Linked DNA regions of Mus musculus: region 2 is linked to region 1. Evidence: chromatin contacts called from public HiChIP or PLAC-seq data. All regions are on one chromosome and are shown on one strand. Each heading gives the region's core, a stretch centred on a gene start, on an enhancer-like site or on the middle of the called end of the contact. The rest is flanking DNA. Distances are from core to core; before and after follow the strand shown.

Evidence for each region. HiChIP or PLAC-seq counts read pairs in DNA pulled down with a chosen protein or histone mark.
Region 2: a contact with region 1 is called in an H3K27ac HiChIP or PLAC-seq map of microglia, with 4 times the contacts expected there. The contact joins two enhancer-like sites. A contact is called at or near these places in 1 of 484 Hi-C or Micro-C datasets (conventional type 1 dendritic cells), 5 of 115 datasets of contacts at active chromatin or transcription factors (CD8 T cells, effector CD8 T cells, embryonic stem cells and 2 more) and 3 of 9 other capture datasets (adipose tissue, liver and pancreatic islet).

The regions. Positions count from the first base shown.
Region 1 is chr11:97,953,929-97,956,751 of GRCm38.p6, reverse strand. Plxdc1 (plexin domain containing 1) reads left to right here. Exons shown (of 14, transcript NM_028199.3): 3 at 186-329; 4 at 584-653; 5 at 1,229-1,351; 6 at 1,883-2,001; 7 at 2,770-2,823. Among named protein-coding and RNA genes, the nearest start is that of Plxdc1, 31 kb to the left of the region's middle. Within about 2 kb of position 1,416, at least 54 of the 459 cell types and tissues checked have an H3K27ac peak or open chromatin away from gene starts, as enhancers often do. A contact at or near this core is called in CD8 T cells and microglia, where this site is marked.
Region 2 is chr11:97,823,933-97,826,755 of GRCm38.p6, reverse strand. Lasp1 (LIM and SH3 protein 1) reads right to left here. Exons shown (of 7, transcript NM_010688.5): 4 at 1,807-1,914. Among named protein-coding and RNA genes, the nearest start is that of B230217C12Rik, 16 kb to the left of the region's middle. Within about 2 kb of position 1,390, at least 119 of the 459 cell types and tissues checked have an H3K27ac peak or open chromatin away from gene starts, as enhancers often do. A contact at or near this core is called in CD8 T cells and microglia, where this site is marked.

The sequences.
Region 1 (2,823 bases), core at 167-2,666:
GACTTGTTGAGGAATGGCTTGGGAGAGACACCAAGGGTGTTGCAGGGACTTTCAGGCCTAAAGCATTCAGTCAGGTGCGCTGGGCCAGGAGGATATTGGGAAGTCTGAGTAGGGAGAAGCAGAGGATGGTGCCCAGCTTGCCTGGCTCCTCACGCCACCTCTAGGCTCTGTCTCTGTCCCCGCAGGAGGACAACCATAACTACTACGTGTCCCGTGTCTACGGCCCTGGTGAGAAACAAAGCCAGGATCTGTGGGTGGACCTGGCTGTGGCCAACCGGAGTCATGTGAAGATCCACAGGATCCTCTCCAGTTCTCACCGACAGGCTTCAGTGAGTGCCTAGGCCTAACAGGACTCGGGGCTAGGCCAGCAATGGCGGCCTGGGAGTACATGGGGCTATGGCCTGAGATTTGTAATTGGAGCGGGTTCAGTCAGAGGAAGCTCAGTGGGGTACCCAGCTGTCATCCTAGGAGCCATCCCCTGGATATGCTGGTGCCCACATTGTTCAGATAAGTCTGGTGTAGGGAGGGTGACCTGTGTCTGGCAGGCAGTACCACCCATGGGGACTCTCTCCTGTCCCTGCAGAGAGTGGTCTTGTCCTTTGATTTCCCTTTCTATGGGCATCCTCTGCGGCAGATCACCATAGCAACCGGAGGTAAGGACAAACCAATGAGGTTGGGGGGAGGACGTGGAGGTCTCAGCCTGACTCAGAGAGGGACTCACTGAAAACAGGTGGTGGATAGGTGGGTGAGGGAGGGAGGAACTCAGGGACTGTCTCAATTGCCCCACCCAAATCAGATGATCTGTGTGCGTGCCTGCCTGTGGGACTCTGAGCATGAGTTCATTACTCTGGGCCCAAACAGCTGGCATGTGGACCTCTGGGGTCTCTTTTTCGGAGACCGAGGGATCAAGGACTCAGGTCCCCTGATCCGAGGACCTCTCTGACTTCCTGTTACTTTCATCCTATTTCCTGAAACAGGAGAGGTTGGGAGTCACTTCCTCTCCCTTCTCCCACCCCTTGTGCTTGTAATCTGTGCCTATCCAGAGATATGGGGCAAGCATTCTCTAATCTGGGCCATTTTTCTATCTCACCAAGTACAGAGCCCACTGGGTAGGGAGGGGTTGAAGCCATCAGACTCTTTTCTAGCCCCTGCCAGTGGGGGGATGGGGGAGACCCTAGAGGTAACTTTTTGACCCATCTCTGATACCTCCAAACTTCTCTCTCCTTAGGCTTCATCTTCATGGGGGACATGCTCCACCGGATGCTCACAGCTACGCAGTATGTGGCACCCCTGATGGCCAACTTCAACCCCGGCTACTCTGACAACTCCACGGTTGCTTACTTTGACAATGGTGAGGTCAGATCTTAGAGTATATAGTTCACCCAGCACCGGGGTGGGTGTTCCTGGTCTAACCACTTCCTGGGAGCCCTCAGCCCACAGTCACACAGGCAGGCAGCCACCTTTCCTTCTACCCTGTGCTGTCTTCTCATCTGAAAGAAGGGAACTGAGGTGGTGCTGTCTAGCCTTGTTGAGCCAGATGAGGGTGCCAAACCTTTCGGGGAGGGGGTGTCCTCTGCTTCTTACAACCATGAGCCCCCACTCATGTAGGAGACAGGCATTTCCATGTTCTCCTTTTGTCTCCAGGAATCAGGAGAGGCAAGAGAGAGGTGTGCACATCATAAGAGATGAGCAATTTGGAGAGCTAGAGCAGAAACAGGATCTTTTGGGGGCCTCTATGACTCGGAAACCAGGCTGGTGTCTGTGGGTTGCTTAGTTCCCGCTTCTCAAACTCACAAATGGCTCCCATCTCCGACCACCACGATATCTGCTGGGTCCCCTGCACTGTCTCCCTGTTCAGCCAAGACTCTGTTCTCTTCCCCAGGGACCGTTTTTGTGGTTCAGTGGGATCATGTTTACCTCCAGGACCGGGAGGACAGGGGCAGCTTCACCTTCCAGGCGGCCCTACACCGAGATGGCCGCATTGTCTTCGGCTACAAAGAGGTGAGTATGTTTTAGAGCCTGTCATTCATGCAGCAAAGCTTTGTAGAGGAGCTGTAGTGTGGGGGGGACCGGGCTAGGTGCCAAGACTGCTCTGGGCTTATCTGGACTTGGGGCTTACGCAGCTACAAATTTCACAGAGAGATGATTACAAAGACAAACACTGAATTGCTGCTATGACTGGTGCCCCCACATAAAGGTGCAAAGAGCCTGCTGTGGGGGTCTTCACGTCGTCAGAGGCCAAGGGAAGCTTCCAGGAGAAAAGGAGGGACTATATTAAAGGGTCATAGCGTTAGGAAGGCTGAGAACCAGTGCACTAGAAGGTAGCTTCTCTGGACCGGAGAGTCAGAGGATGAGGCAGGGGAACAACCAGATGGTCTTTTGCAAAGACCACTCTGGCTTCAGAGCAGACAGACTGTTTGTTGGGGACTTAAGGGAATGCCGGGAGATGGTGTAAGGAAAGTGACACAGCTTTGACTTGGGAGACAGAGGACTGGACAGAGATGAGAGCCACCAGGTTGACTCCTGGTATTTGGGGATGAATGAGAAGAGATGGAGAGTAAAGGAAAGAAAGGGGGAAGCCAAGGGCGACTTCTGGCCTGTGAAGAGCTAGAGGATCCATGCAGGAGGAAGCACAGCAGTTCTGGAGTGTGGTTGCAGGCGTTCGGGTTCTCGAGCTCTGAGCAGACAGCTGGGTGTGGAACTGAGTGGGGACTTTGTGACCGCAGAGGGTTCCGGGTGGATGGCAGGTGCCTCTTCTTCCTGCTGCAGATCCCCATGGCTGTCCTGGATATCAGCTCTGCCCAGCACCCTGTCAAGGCAGGC
Region 2 (2,823 bases), core at 141-2,640, 130 kb after region 1:
AATCAATGAATGAAATGTCCCAAAGGTTGACCGGAAGCGTCTCAAGACACAAAGCCACATGATTCCACCTTTGTGAGCCATCCCAGTTTCCCAATCACCCAAGACCACACCACTTCCCCTCTTTCGATCTGAGGCGCTCCGGGCACACCCTTTTACCCTTTGTGTGATCTGAGGCAGAAAGGAAACGCCAGGGTGTGAGCCAGGCCCAGACTGGAAGAGGGCAAACTGCAGCAGGCTTTCCTGGGGGGCCAAGAAGGGTTTGCAGCCTTCTGAGGCAGGCCCTCCAGCTCAGGAGAAGTCATTCAACAGGCTGTTCATTTTAAACTTCAGCCCAACAACTGGGTTGCAAAGCCCACTTGGTTGGACTGCCCCCAGCATTTTTAATGAAACAAGAGAAAATACTGAATGAACTTTCCAAGTCCCCCCTCCACCCCCACCCCCCCAAAAAGCAGTCACTTATGCTTCCTCTTTGTAGTGCGAGGGAGGGGACTCTGGGCCCTGTGCACGCTCTATCACTAAACTTCAGCCCTCCCTCCTTTAAGAAGTTTTCTTTGTTTCGTGTGCATGGGAAAGAGGGTGTGTGTGCGCATGCGTGTGTTTTATTATAAAGCCCAGGACGGCTTCAACCTCTTGATCGTGCCTCAGCCTCAAGTGGCTTTGAATCCATGACTCTCCTGCCTCAGCCTCCCAAATGTTGGGAGTTACAGGTGTGTGCCACTAAACAAGACAGAGGGCAGAATCAGAGCGTTAACCACCCTGCAAGAGGGTGCTTCTGTGCCGGGTGTTTGGGGGGGGGGGGGGCGGCGCAGACCAGTGAGCTATGAGACTTGTCCAGCGACAGAATGGGGAGAGATGATCCTGGAGGGTGTGTGCAAGGCGAGCCACCTGAATCTGGATCCTGTCTTCCCCATCCTTAGTCCCTCAGCCCAGAATGACACAGGCAAACTGGTAGACCCTTTCCTGTGATAGACACGAGGGTATCGTATCGGCCTGCTTCATCCTTCATTTATAAGGAGTCTGTTGCCAATGACGGGGCATGTTCTATAACTCGGCATTCAGGCTTGTGCCCATGTTCTGTGACGTCACGCCCAGCAGCACCTACCCACATACTCCCAACCCGGCCCCTGCAAACCCGGAGCCATACAAGCTGCTGGTCTGCGGCTATGTAAGGGTGGAACTGAGCGATGATCCCTAACCCCAGCTGCTCTACAGAACCATATAGAGACAGTCACTCCGCCACCCACTCTCCACGCCTATGTCTCACAACCAGACACCAATGACCAGTCCCTGACTGGGCCTGAAAGGGCCTGGAGGGGGTGTAGGGCCTGTGGGCAAAGCCAGCTGGGTTTTCACACAGGAAGGAAGAACAAACTGAGGTGGGAGGCAGTCGAGGGAGGGCGGAAATGACTGCTGTGTTAGCACCCAGAGGCAGACAGGAGGCTCAACCCCCAACCCCAGCTTTGACCCTGGTGCTAAAAACAAGCATCTAATCTGCACTCCGACCCCATCCCCACCATGACCAGGGAACGGGGTCTGCTCCAGAGAATGGAAGGTGACTTAGACACTCTGTATGTGTTTGTGTGTCTATCTGTCTGCCTCTAAAAGAGCAGTCTCTTTAAGGAGGAAATGCCATTTGGGCAGAGTGCCCACCAAAGAGGGAGAACAAAGAAAAGGCTCCCGGGTACCTCAACTCCCTCCCCCTTGCCTCTGATCTGACCACTGCGGCGTGGGCCTTTGCTGAGGTTGTCAGGGAGAGGATGAGAAGGGAGGGCAGAGGGTAGCCTGGGCATCAGGGCAGGGTCTCACATTGCTGATCTGGTCCTGGGTCTTCTTGATTCTCTGCAGCTCAGGCGTGTCTGCCACCACGCTGAAACCTTTGCCCTTATTCTTCTCAAATTCCTCCTTGTAGCGCACCTGGAGGCCAAGAGGAAAAGGAGAGCTTGGGTTCAGGTGGACATGAAGATGAGCTTGCCCGGCCTGAGGCCCCTGGTCAGAAACAAGCCCCCCATACACCCACACGTACACACAATGCAGAAGCCTAAGACAGAAGGTGTCAGAGCAATAATAGCCCCATTAAGTCATATCCAGAGGGCTCTAAAGGGAGGCCACACGTTGAATGCCTATAAAGAAGCAGTATCTTATGAGGGGAAAGATGGCTCAATGGTTACAAATACTAGCTGCTCTTCCAGAGGACCTGCAATAATTACGTAGAACACAAAAGAAAGGAAACAAAGATGGAGTCACTTCGGCTCAAAATCCTGACATCCAAATACACCCAAAGAGAGCATTAGCTGGGCATGGTGGTGCGAGCAGTGGTAGTGAACATGGACGTGATGGCTTGCTGTGCACCAACTGGGTTTGCATAGGACTTACAATCTGCTCGTGCCAACTCTACCCACTCACTGTCTGGGAGTGAACTGTCTCTAGATAGCTGCGGCATTGGCTTGGAGCTAGATTGTTAGTTTCGTTCACGTTTCTTTCCTTCTTCTTAAAGTGGGGCATATGAACAAACTGGACATTCAAAACAGACACCAGACTGCCCACCTCTCTGTGACACGTAACGCAGGTCCAATCCCTAGCGCCATGAGGCAACTCACAGTCATCTGTAACTCCAGCTCTAGAAGGTCTGAAGCCCTCTTAGAGTCTCTGAGGGAGCCAAAATAAAGTTTTGAGTAAAAAGGTCATTTCTGGGCTGGAGAGATGGGTCAACTTGGTTAAGAGCACTGACTGCTCTTCCAGAGGTCCTGAGTTCAATTCCCAGCAACCACACTGTGACTCACAACCACCTGTAATGAGATCTGATGCCCTCTTTTGATGTGTCTG